Regions from separate parts of the Macaca mulatta genome. Here region 2 is linked to region 1. A link is a contact called in public Hi-C data. All regions are on one chromosome and are shown on one strand. Each heading gives the region's core, a stretch centred on a gene start, on an enhancer-like site or on the middle of the called end of the contact. The rest is flanking DNA. Distances are from core to core; before and after follow the strand shown. Region 1 holds the start of SLC9B1 (solute carrier family 9 member B1). Region 2 holds the start of SLC9B2 (solute carrier family 9 member B2).

Region 1 (6,684 bases), core at 1,607-4,106:
TTTTCTGATTATAAAAACACATTTTCATTGCAGAAAATTTAGAACACAGAAAAATACAAACAAAACTGAAACTACTTTAATATCAACATCTATTTTATTTTGATTCTTTAAAATTATACTGCAGTTTTGGGGGATGTATTTTCAGAAAGATATCAACTGAATTTGTTGGGTGAAAGGCAACATAAATACTTCATATTTGACTTTTATGATGCTCTGCAGATTAAAGAATTTTGTTGTATATAATGAATGCTAAGCCTTCATGTTTACATTCAGATACTCATTTTGCAATGAATGAAACAGACAAATCCCTGCTTTCATGGAGCTGTTTTTAAAACCCATTTACTCCCTCACTCAGAATATATTATAACATGCCTACTGTGTGCCAGGTCTTGTGCTAGATACTAGGGAATACAGTGATGAACAAGATATTCAAGGGCTTGGTTTTCAATAGAACTTGAATTCTAATGGAAAATTGACCCTGTGAGGAATACAAATATGAACAAAACATGATACTTGCCTTTAAAAACCTTAGAAGGAAATAAGATATGTACAAATAGCTATAATCCAAGTGAATAATTCAAAAGTGTTTTTAGTGTAGAAGTTGAGGAAATCTTAGAGGAGCTAATACTTGAACTAGATCTTGAAGAATGGAGAGGATCTGGACGGATGGGGTAGTATTAGGGAGTAAGGTGAAGATGGGAACAACTAATGTGGGAGGCTGGCATATTAGCAAAGTTTTGAAAACAGTAAAGCCTGGAGCATAGAAAGTGATTAGCACTTGAGACTGATGAAGAGAATTAGAGATAAAACTAGAAAAGAAATTTGGCACTGAAATCATACTAAATAGATCATTGGCCAAATTTTTATTTTTATTGAAGTACTTTCAGAAGTATGAAAATATTTATGTAGAAAGTTTTAAAACTTTTTTATCATGTCAAATATAGTTTTAAAAAATTGCTCTCAGTTAAGATTCTCCTTATTCCTCAAAAGCTTTTGCTTTCTATGGCCTTGTTGCAAATATTATTAATTTACTTATTTTTAAAATACTATTAATTTTTATAAGAAAGGTTATCAGATAATTATTTAAATTTTTTATTGGTAAATTTTCATTATATTGTCTCCCAATGAACCACTATATTTTGTCAATGTCTCAGAACGTTATATTTTTATATGAATCATTTATGTACCTCTCTGTAACAGGTGGGAATTGCTTCATGGCATTTGGGGAGCATATAATATATTTATAGTTGACTGACTCAAATCCAGCCTGAGCCCTCTGGCCTGTTGAGAATTCCAAAACTCCATTTGTTGATGTGCCCTCCATCTTCCTTGCATGGACCTTAAAGCACTTACCTGTCCAGGAGCCCATTCCTTCTAGAGCGTAAGAGTAGTGCCCTGGAGGCAAACAGACTCCTAGCAAAGGTCTTCCTTCTCAGCTCTACCATTTGTCCCACCTCCCATTATCTTTAGGGATCTACCTGCTTTTCCTATGAGTACAAAACATTTCCTTTTCATGAGTACAAAACATTCCCTTAATCCTGTAATCATGAAACCCTGTCTACTCTCCTGAAATGAGGAAGAAAATTAAATCCTTGCTGAGATGTGTGTATCACGTTGAAGGAGGGAAGGTGTTAAAAACAATAAAAAGGGCAGGGATGTGGTGGCTCATGCTTGTAATCCCAGCACTGTGGCAAGCCAAGGCGGGCAGATCACTTAAGTCCAGGAGTTCAAGGCCTCCTGGGCAACATGTGAAACTCCTCTCTACTAAAAATAAAAAAATTAGCCAGGGGTGGTGGCGCCCGCCTGTAGTCCCACCTACTCAGGAGGCAGAAGGATCACTTGAACCAAGGAGGCGGAGGCTGCGGGGAACCTAGATCGCACTCTGACCGGGGTAATAGAGTGAGACCCTGTGTCAACAACAACAACAAAACCAATAAAAAGATAATTTCGTATTTAAGTTACCCAAGAAGGAACTGTAATTTGAATCAGATCTTAGATGATGACTAAGAAAAAGAACACTCCGGTAGAGGAATTAACGTTAGAAAACACACTGAGTCAAAAAGGAATACAGTGTTCAAGAGTAAACATTGTTTTGAGTGTCAGGAGAAACATTAGATAGGAATGGGTCGTTTATCTTTCTAAGAAATTTGCACTTTCTCCAATAATGGTTGTTTTTGTCTTTTATAGGAAGCGTGGATTATATTCCTGGAAACTTTGGGACTGAAAGGCCAAAGCTTCTGGGTCCACCATCAACGCAGCTCTGCTTTCATTTCTTTCACATACAACTTTCCACATAAGATTTCAGGCGGGGGAAAAAAACAAACAAAAAAGGTTTTATATTGATAACAGTATATTGTTTACTTTGTACACAGTGTCTTTGTTCAGACACTTGCTGTGTCTCATTGCACCACCACAGCGTCCTTTAGAGATGAGAAGACAACCTCAGGGAGATGATGTATTTGCCTAGGTCCCATAGCTAGCAAGTGACAGTGCTGCAGTTTAAGCTCAGGCCGTCTTGGGGAGAGACCGTGCTCTTTTACCGTTGCACTTCAAGCTGACTTTAGGGGAAACAATCTGAGTTTTGACAAGTTTACTTCTGGCACATGCAGTCCCCAGCACTGCTTTTTGGCTAAAATGCCCAGTGATGTCAACTCTGTCCCTGGATTTCTACAACCCGATGAGTCAATATTCAGAAGAGACGTCAAAAGGAAAGGGTTCAATAGACAGAAAACACACCAGACACTCCCGGGAGCCCCAGAACCCTGGTCTCCGCCGGCGCGGGCGGCCAAGACGTCACTTAAACGCGCTGCCGCCCCCCCGCCCCGCCCCGCCCCGCCCCGCCCCTGCGCGGAAGTCTAGCCGGGCTTTCGCGTCACTACCCTGCCCACCTGGGTGGCGCGTGGCTTACGCAACGGTTACTGGGCTCCCGGGCCAGCGAGGGCTGCGCAAGAAGTTGTAGGTACGGCCCATTTTTCTTAACTCCGCCCTTCCAAGCCCTTTGGCGCCAGTCCCGGGTCTCCCGCGATCATTTCCTTGCGGTAGGCCCCAGGAGGGCCTTTCCTCCCCGCTCAGTTCAATGTGATGCTTGGGCTCCTCTCCCAGACGCTGGGAAAATAGCCACAGACATTGTCTCTCCTCTCCGTGATTCCTTTCCTTACTCTCTCATCCCACATCTTTCTTCTTTGTTCTCTCTTCCTCCTGTTTTTCTTATTTTACAATTACTCTGCAGTAAGAAAGAAGAGATCTGTCAGTCAAGATTGACTGCAAAATTTTATTAATTTTATTAAGCGTGTACTATTTTACAAATGGTGGATCCCTGCAAATAAACCTTCACATACATGCTCCTGTGATTGAGGATTCTGGGATTGGTTGCCCATCCTGAGAAAGCTGTCTTCCCCCACACACCCACCTCCACGCCCCTTAATCCTGTTTACTCCTCTTGGCTTTAACCCAGTGGACAAGCACTTCCAGCAGTCCCCAACCTTTTTGGCACCAGGGACCAGTTTCATGGAAGACAATTTGGGGCAGCCGGGGGGAGGCAGGATGGGATGAAACTCTTCCATCTCAGATCATCAGGCATTAGATTCTCATGAGAAGGTGCAAGTTAGATCCCTCGTATGCACAGTTCACAATCGGGTCTGTGCTCCTATGAGAATCTAATGCCTTTACTGATCTGACAGGAGGTGGAGCTCGGGCATAATCCTGTAGCCCCGTCACCTGCTGTGTGGCCTCTTCCTAATAGGCCACAAACCTGTACCTGTCCGCTGCCCAGGGGTTGGGGATCCCTGCTTTAGACCAGTGCTTTTGAAGGAAAAAGGACAGTTGCACACATACTGTGTCTGTCACATAAATCAGGAGTGTTACAAGAGCTCTTCAAGGGACCATACCAGGTTCCTCACTCCCCTCTTTGGGTTTCCTAGAGCCTATGAAATAACAGATTCGGTGATGTGGGGAGATAATTAGCCCAGTTGGCACTGAGGGAGGCCACACCCCACTCTCTGATTTTCCTTAGAGATAAATATAATTACTTGTGCAACAGAAGCATGAAAAATAACACTTATTATTGTCACCCTTAGAGAATTCATGCCCCAAATATTTTAGTCACTGTGTGCCTATGAAAAGGGCATTCATATTTATTGTCCTCTGGTATTTTTTTTAACTTACTTTTTAAAATTCTATACAGATTTAGTTAGTACAAGTTCAGTTTTGTTGTGTGGATATATTGCATGGTGTTGAAGTCTGGGCTTTTAGAGTACCATGATTTATACTGCTGTTTTTCAGTTGGCTCTTGTCGGAAGGTCCTGGCAATTACAAGACAAAAGGAAATAGGCAGCTGCTGTAATAGTAACATATAACGTATCGTTTTTATAGTACTTCTCATTTTATACTTATTTTCATACTCATCCTGTTTAAACACTTCTGTTGGTTAACGAAATCCCATGTTACTGGGGTGTTTACTAAACACTGAGATTGAACAGTACCTGGAACATAGTGTAATATATTTCCTTAGAAATATATTCCATAGTGTAATATATTTCCTAAGTGTGAAGAGAAACCGGTAGTGAGTTTGGAGGGAGTGATAGGATCTGATTTACATTGTAAAAACGTTTGTTCTGCCTATTACGTGATGACTGAATCATACTGGGTGGGGAGCAAGATCTATAGCAGAAGGCAATTGCAGAAATCCAAAGAGGAATGACAAGTTCGGGATAAAATAGCAGAGAAGTAGATGTATGTGAGCTCTATTTTGGGGGCAGAGCCTACAGACTTTGTGATGTTTTGAATATAGAGGTGATGAAAAAGGAGTCACCTCTAGCCCCTAAGTTTTTGTCTTAAGATTGTGTGGATGGTTATGCCATTTACCAAATGGAAAAGACTAAAGGAGAAAAAGGAGCAGCCAGGGTGGAGTGGGGGGTGGGGGGTGGAGTTTTATTTTGCTTACCTTGATTTTTATATTCTTATTAGAAATCAAAGGTAAGCTGAGTCTTGAGCTCTGCAGAGTGCAAGGAACCAAAGATACAAAGTTGGGAGTCATCAGCATATGTAAAACTACCTAGGGCAAGTGTGCTCACAGAGAACATTGCATTGACTAGTATAAAGCAGAGGAAAAGAAGCAAACAAAGGAGATGGAAGAATAGCCAATGAAGTAAGAAGAAAATCTGAAGAGTGCGGAGACATGAAAGCCAAAACTGGCCGGGCATGGTAGCTCATGCCTGTAATCCCAGCACTTTGGGAAGCTAAGGCGGGAGTTCCAGACCAGCCTGACCAACATGGAGAAACCCCGTCTCTACTAAAAAAGAAACAAACAAAAAAGCCAAGACTACAAAACATGGCCAATGGTATTGAATCATGCTTAGAAATCAAGTAAAATAAAGAGATCTGTGCATTGGATTTTTGAAACATAAAGTAGTTTTATGCCTTGACTAGTACAATGAAGAGAAAATGTGGTGTCAAGAAATTGACATAGTACTGCTGGCTGGGCACGGTGGGTGGCTCACACCTGTAATCCCAGCACTCTGGGAGGCCAAGGCCGGCAGATCACAAGGTCAAGAGACCTGGCCAACATGGTGAAACTCCGTCTCTACTGAAAATACAAAAATTAGCCAGGCGTAGTGGCATGCGCCTGTAGTCCCAGCTACTCGGGAGGCTGAGGGAGGAGAATCACTTGAACCTGGGAGGCAGAGGTTGCAGTGAGCCAAGATCGTGCCACTACACTCCAGCCTGGCAACAGAGCGAGACTCCGTCTCAAAATAAAAAAAAAAAAGAAAAGAGAAAAGAAATTGGCGTAGTATTATAGACATCTCAAGATGTTTTACTATAAAAGAGAGCCAATAAATGGAGGTAATAGAGGAATATGTATGATCAAAGAAGGGTTCTTAAAGATAAAGGATAGTTAAGCATATTTAGACTAATGGGAATAATCCAATAGAGGGGGGTGGAAATGATGGTATAAGAGAGTGTGTATATTTTAGGAGTGAAGTCTTTGAGAAGATAAGAGGGTATGGAATCCAGGGAATATATAGAAGTGTTGGCCTTAGGTAGGAACATGAACACATAATTTTTTTCTTTTTGAGACGGAGTTTCACTCTTGTTACCCAGGCCGCAGTGCAATGGCACCATCTCAGCTCACTGCAACCTCTGCCTCCCAGGTTCAAGCGATTCTCCTGCCTCAGCTTCCTAAGTAGCTGAGATTACAAGCACGCACCACCACGCCTGGCTAATTTTTTTGTATTTTTAGTAGAGACAGGGTTTCACCATGGCCAGGCTGGTCTTGAATTCCTGACCTCTGGTGATCCGCCCGCCTCGGACTCCCACAGTGCTGGGATTACAGGCGTGAGCCACCACGTGCAGCCACATGAACATATAATTTATAGTAATAAGAAGAAAGACAGCAAGTATGGGTAAAGATGCAGATAGATGGGTAGATTCAGTGGTCAGAGGTGAGACCTTTATGCCTGATACTAATACTTTTTCTCAATGAAGATAAGGTATGACGCAAGAATAGTAAGGAGTGAGGAGGCGTATTTGAGTAGGAGGTTTAAGGGGAAAAGATAAGGTACAAAATAGTCATTTGGAGGATGGAAAGCAATCAGAATTGTAGCACAGCTGGGCAAAGTTGAGTGGCCATTTGAGATTTGTGGCCCTGTAAGTGAGTGGCTAAGATACAGTGGAAGAAAAAGACAA
Region 2 (6,684 bases), core at 1,952-4,451, 57 kb before region 1:
GAAAATACAGCCTGTATCAAACCTGGTTAATTGTTCTGTCTCCTTGTGTTTATCACTGCAGTCTGCTTATGTAACTGGTAACCCTGTCATCATTGATGGAGGCTGGAGCTTGTGATTTTAGGATCTCCATGGTGGGAAGGAAGGCAGGCCCTTCCTATCCACAGTGAACCTGGTTATGAAGAAAACTCACCAATCATCTCTTTCCTGTTAATCACATGTTAATGAAAATCAGCCCTTTTTAATGACGTCACTGTTTGCAAGAGTCTGATTCTTTAGGTATATTAATCTCTTTGTAATCTCTTCTGAAATCATTGTAAAGAAATAAAAATATTGAACTCATAGCAAGAGAATAGTTTTTAAAATAAATCTCGATTTGTAAGCATCTGTCTTAGTCACTTTGGGCTGCTATAACAAATTACCATAGACTGAGTCTCATACACAACAAACATTTGTTTTTCAGTCCGGAGGTTAGGAAGTGCAAGATCAAGGTGCCAGCACATATGGTATCTGGTTAGGGCCCACTTCCTGGTTTGCAGATGGTCATCTTCTTTTTTTTTTTTTTTTTGAGACAGAGTCTTGCTGTCTCCCAGGCTGGAGTGCAGTGGTGCGATCTTGGTTCACTGCAAGCTCCGCCTCCCGGGTTCACTCCATTCTCCCGCCTCAGCATAGGAGTAGCTGGGACTACAGGCGCCTGCCACCATGCCTGGCTAATTTTTCTGTATTTTCAGTAGAGACAGGGTTTCACTGTGTTAGCCAGGATGGTCTCGATCTCCTGACCTCGTGATCCTCCCGCCTCCCCACCTCCCAAAGTGCTGAGATTACAGGCGTGAGCCACCGCGTCAGGCCAGGTCATCTTCTCGCTATAGCCTCACAGAGCAACAGCAGAGAAAAAAAGCAAGCTCTTGTCTTTTTATAAGGATACTAATCCTGTTCATGAGGGTGCTACCCTTGTGACCTGATTACCTCCCAAAGGCCCTACCTCCTAATGTATCATATTGGGGGTTAGGATTTCAATACCTGACTTTCGGGTGATACAAATAGCCCATTGCAGCATATATAATTAAAATGTAAATATGAAGACAAAAGGAAGCTTATGGGTTTTTTTCTTGGGGGGGGGGGTGTTAAGGAAGATGATAGTAATTTCAGGACTAGGATGGTAGCTCATGCCTATAATTCCTGCAATTTAGGAGGCCGGGGCAGGAGGATCACTTGCTGCCAGGAGTCCAAGACCAGCCTGGTTAACATAGGGAGGCTAAGGCAGGAGGATTGCTTGAGCCCAAGAATTTGAGGCTGCAGTGAGCTGTAATCATGCCACTGCACTCCAGGGTGACAGAGCAAGACCCTGTACCTGAATAATAATAATAATAATTTCCACTTTATTTTTCAATATTCAAATATTTTTATATAATTCTGCATTGTTCTGTATGTAGATCCTAATTTTAAAATTTTACGCCATCATAAATGAACAAAGGTAGGAAGGAGTTTGGCTTCAATAACTTACAGTAAAAGGAGTAAAAGAGTTCAGCCTCAAAACTATATTGTTGATCTGTTATGAAAAATAATCCAGTGTTTACACTTAATGGATGCCATCCCTTATTAATTAAATACTATTTTCTTAGTCTAAACAATCTTTATTAAAATAAGCAATGATAACTTGACATGGGCCTAAGAAATATATAGTTAGCTAACTGACAATATTTTCAGTTAGAGGGATTTCTTTTTTAAATTAAGTACAGATTTCTTCACCAAACTCCAGGATAACAGACAAGAAGACATAAAATTTGGGCATAGTCTCTGGATAAATAAATGTAAATTTAAATATAAATCATATAACAGGAAACAAATGAAATTAAAGAAAATAAATTTTTCAAGAAAATAAGTAAATTTATGGATGATAATTCTGTAACATTGTCAGTGCAAAGTTTTTTCTTTTTATTTTAAGGGTTTTATGTTTGTTTTTTACTTGTTGCAACCTCAAAGGACCAAATGGTATGATACACACTGAGATAATAAATGTGCAGTTATTCTTAGCCTTTTTTCCTAGAACTTTAATATTAACAAGGAAAATTTTGAAATGGACAATGAAAAGGTAACACTTTATGTATGGGGAAGAATATCATTCAGTTGATGAAGGTACATTAAAAGTCACACAAAAGGACATTTTGACTAGCATTCCGAAAGAGTTCATTGATTATAAGATTATCTATGAGGCTTTGGACCAGGCATTACACTACTGAATTATGGATAACTTTGATTTGTGATCTAGACCAAGTCACCCAATCTATCTTGGATTTTAGTTTTCTGGTTTATGAAATTAAGGAGTTAAGCTAAATGACTTCGGTTTCTTTTCGTGTATCATAATCAAAATGCTGTAACTTCTCCAGTGAATTCACAGAACACTGACTCTTATGTCATGATATACTTTACGCTGTGAGCAGGTATACATGTATAATATATGTATAGATGTGAACAAATGAATTTTAAATAAATGCACAATAAATTCTACAAAATGGGCTCCAACATTAACAAATGACCTGAGTTAGTCTTTCTCAGAGCTGACCATAAACAATAAAACATTTTTATAAACACTATCAGCCATAAAAACGAAGTAAAATCTAGCCAAAAAATTCAATCTTCTTCAAAGTCATGTTAATCAAATCAGGTGATATATTAATGAAGTACATATGACTAAAAGGAAAAAATGTATGTCATTCCTGTGGTAAGAGGAAACTGAATGTCACTAGAAATTTTTGCAAGCTTTAGGAGAGGAAGAGTTCAGTTTAGGAAAACAATCATTTCAGATGATCTGAAGAAGGGTATTGGATGGAACCTATCCAATAGGTTCATCACAAAAGAGGACCTGAGAGACAAGAATGAATGGTTTCTGTCTGGTGGAGAAATTTGAGGATAATCTCCCTTGCTTGAAAAGCGGTGATTAAGATTGGCACTTGCTTACAGGAGTGAAAAACAGGTAAGGGGTGCGCGCGTCTTCACACACAGAAGAGGAAATGCAGAGAAAAGGAAGATACAAACATGAAATGAGAATTAAATGAAATAGAATCACTGCTGATAGAAGCGTTAAAAATCTAAAATACAGCAGGAAGGGCAGGTGTTAAGCGATAAAGGGGGGGGGGGGCAGAACAAGTCTTTTATCCCGCCCTTTAATTGGTCACTTTAAGAAAGAATCCTATCTTCCCACCGCAGCTGAGAAGACACTTCTAAGAAGTACAGCTAAAAGGTGGAGGACTGATAAACAACTTAGAGGTTGGTTTCGGGGAACGATAAAACAAGCAATGGGCTGCCCGGCCTGCGCCGCGGAGTCCCGAGGAGCCTGCGCTGTGCTCCTTGCGCGGGGTCTCGTCATCTCCGGGAAGACTCGGCGCCTGGGTCTGAGCTCTCTGGGTAAGCTTTCCGGGTAGCTTCCCCGGGAGCTCGCTGGTCCTGGCCGCAGAAGCTTGAGGACCCACCCAGTGAGGATAAGCAGCTGAAAGGCCGCGCGGTGCCGCTTGAGGCCCCGGGACGTGGGCCGGTAAGTGGTCGGCCTGGCACCACCTTTCCGGGGGAAGCCACGCGCCTCTGGCATCGCACGCGGCTCTGCACCCGCGCCGCCCAACCCGAAACCCGGCGGAAGGCACACGGGGCTGCCGCTGCGGGCCCCGGACCAGCCCACGCTTACTCCAGAGCCTGTACGGGAGCCGATGGGTCGGAGCTCCCCGCGCGGAGTCGCCCCGCGGGTATGTGCGAAAGGCGGGGCTGCCTACACGCGGTGCCGCGCCCTGAGGCCGGTTATCTGCAGTCGCCGCAGTCTCCCGGCTCTGCTTGGGACGATGCGCGAACCGGGAACCCCAGAGCGCGGTGGCTAGACCAGGCTCCGCTGCCTCCCCAGCGGCTCCTTTCTAATCGTTCAGACGGAGCCTGGTCGACTCCGCCGGAGACTGCCAGGTGAGAGGCCCCAGAGACACTAAGGGTAAAAATAAACCCTGCGTCCGCGGCGGGGACCCTGTAGGCCTGCTGGGCCGGAGACGCGAGCGAGGGCCCAGCCTTTTCTGTTTATACACCTGGTGACGCGCACGTGCCTGTTTACTGTTGTCAGGTGTTGGCGTGGGTTTTTCTTGCTTGCTTTTATTTCAGTTCTCAGATTAACCAGAGGATGTTGCCTTTGTGGACTGGGTTAGCATCCTCGAGGTGCTAAGAATCATCAAATGCTGTTGACTGAAGAATATAACCTTAAGACAGCAGTAGCTGCTGTAAGAGATAAAGTACAAAATCTCAGTAACTAAACATAGTTCAGGCTTATTTCTCGTTCATGTCAACTCCATTCACGTGTTCAGCTGTTGGCCTTCTACTCAATTATTCAGGAACCCAAACTCCTTTTATATTATGACTTTGCATCCCCTAAGACCTTGGAGTCCTTAGTTTCCATGGCCTTCTACTCAATTATTCAGGAACGAAAACTCCTTTTATATTATGGCTTTGCCATCCCCTAAGACCTTGGAGTCCTTAGTTTCCAGGCAACGGACAGAAAAAGAAAAGTTATTAGAGGGTTGCATGAGGATTGTTTCTTATGGGTGAGGACTGGAAATCACATACCATTTATGTCCACATCCCATTGACCAGACTTCAGTCACGTGCCACACTGACCTGCAGGGGAGACTGGAAATGTACTATGGACCCCGGCAGAAGAGTAAACGATTTTGGTAAATACGCATCAGTCTCTGACCCTCCCTTAAAGGGCAGACTGCATCTTGGTCATCTTTGTTACTCTTGTGCCTAGCACACCATAGAAACTTGTTACGGCTTTGGGAGGCCGAGGTGGGCATGTCACCCGAGGTCAGGCATTTGAGACCAGCCTAGCCACCATGGTGAAACCCCATCTCTACTAAAAATGTAAAAATTAGCTGAGCATTGTGGTGCATGCCCATAATCCCAGCTATTCCGGAGGCTGAGGCAGGAGAATCGCTTGAACCCAGAAGGCAGAGGTTGCAGTGAGCCAAGATTGTGCCACTGCACTCCAGCCTAGGTGACAGAGCAAGACTCTGTCACAAAAAAAAAAAAAAAAAAAAAAAAAAAAAAAAAGGATATGAAACTTATTAAGAGATGGGGTTGTTATCTCATGTGTCTAAAATTGAAACTTAACCATAGTTCATTGATTGCTTAGGAATCATTTATCATCCTCTAACTAGATTGCAAGATCTGAATATAGGAACTATTTAAGACTGTTCACTTCTGAATCCTCAGCTCAAGGACTAGGACATAACAAGAGCTTAATAGCTCTTGTTTGTTGAATGAATGAATGAATCTTCAGAGAGGAGAACGAGGGAGACAGTTTGTCAATGTTGGAGTTAGGAAATACTGAGAAGGTGACATTTGAGTTAGATTTTGAATTTTTTCAAGTAGAAAAAGCAGAAATGAAACTCCCGGCAGCAGTAGTAGTGATATTTTATTGCTGTTGTTTTGTTTCATGAGAGGAAATTTGGAAAACAACTAAATGTTTATAAGTCCAAGTTTTCTTCATTCAGTATTCAAATCTTATAATTTAACTTCAGGGTAGAGGAGGGGAAATACATAATCTTACAATCCAAATAATTTCTGTTGACTAAAAGAATGGCAGTGAAAACCTTGGCACTAATTTTTAACGTTCTAAAATGTTATTTTCTGGACATTTTTGAGAAATTTCAATACAAAGGCAGTAGTCTGATCATTCATTGTCTGTGATGATTTTGCACTGTATCAAGAAGCTAGAGAGATAGAAGCTAAAGTTTATAAGACAGAGGTTCCTCATCACCGCGTTCATCAGGGCTTCTCAGGGATGGTTCTGCAACAAAATCACCTGTTATATTGGTTAGGATGCTTTTGGCTGCAAGTAACAGGATATTCAGCCAAAACTCCCTTCAAAAATACAGATTTACTGTTCTCATACATGAAGATGTTTGAAGGTAGGTGGGTCCAGGGTTTGTTCAGTAGCTCAATAATATCAGGGCTCTAGGTTGCTTTCTGTCTTCAGCTAATCTTGACTTTTCTTCATGGGTGAATGATGGCTGCTAGAATTGTCCCAAGAAACCCATCCACAATCCCAACTTCCCTTGCCTCTTCACCTGGTCATTTAAAGACAAAAAGAGGAGAGGATTTTCCTCCTCTCTCTCTGTCTTTATTAAGAAGGAAAATCTTATGTAATGTGCCCCAATAATCTTGCCTACAAATTCCAATGGCAAGAAATGAATCATGCTCAGTCCTTAGCCAATAAGTGGCAAAGAGGAATGGTGTTACAGAGATTGATTTACACCAATCGTGACTTATCCCTAGGGCTGGGGAAGGGACCTGCTGGTATACCTGCATACTTGGCATTTAGACAGGCAGTAAGTCATGTCTGTCCCACTTGGGGTAGATTCAGTCTCTGTAGATTCTGATTTTAGTGGACCTAGAAATAATATTTTAAACTTTTACTAAATCTATTTCACTTTGGTGAGGGGAGAGAATAGAAAGAATGAAAGCAAGTATTGGGTCCCTTCTTATGTAGGGGTAATTTCCTTTTATTCTTATCTCATTATGTAGTGTTTTGCTTCATGAGTCAATGGAATTACTAAATCAATTAACCAAATAAAATAGCAGTTGTTTTCCTGTGGTAACTTGGCTCCATGTATTTGATACACCTAAGTCTTTCAGATAAGGTAGTTCTCATCCAGG

What was found. Hi-C and Micro-C count contacts between places; a contact is called where the count stands out from the background.
Region 2: a Hi-C map of CD4 T cells shows a contact between it and region 1, with 3 times the contacts expected there. The contact joins the promoter of SLC9B2 here to the promoter of SLC9B1 in region 1. A contact is called at or near these places in 3 of 14 Hi-C or Micro-C datasets (CD4 T cells, blood and liver).

Annotation. Positions count from the first base shown.
Region 1 is chr5:112,399,179-112,405,862 of T2T-MMU8v2.0, reverse strand. It overlaps SLC9B1 (solute carrier family 9 member B1), which reads left to right and starts at 2,856. Exons shown (of 12, transcript XM_001110263.5): 1 at 2,856-2,959.
Region 2 is chr5:112,456,927-112,463,610 of T2T-MMU8v2.0, reverse strand. It overlaps SLC9B2 (solute carrier family 9 member B2), which reads left to right and starts at 3,201. Exons shown (of 12, transcript XM_078002037.1): 1 at 3,201-3,529. BDH2 (3-hydroxybutyrate dehydrogenase 2) reads left to right here. Exons shown (of 10, transcript XM_078002039.1): 10 at 62-339. The coding sequence ends at 115.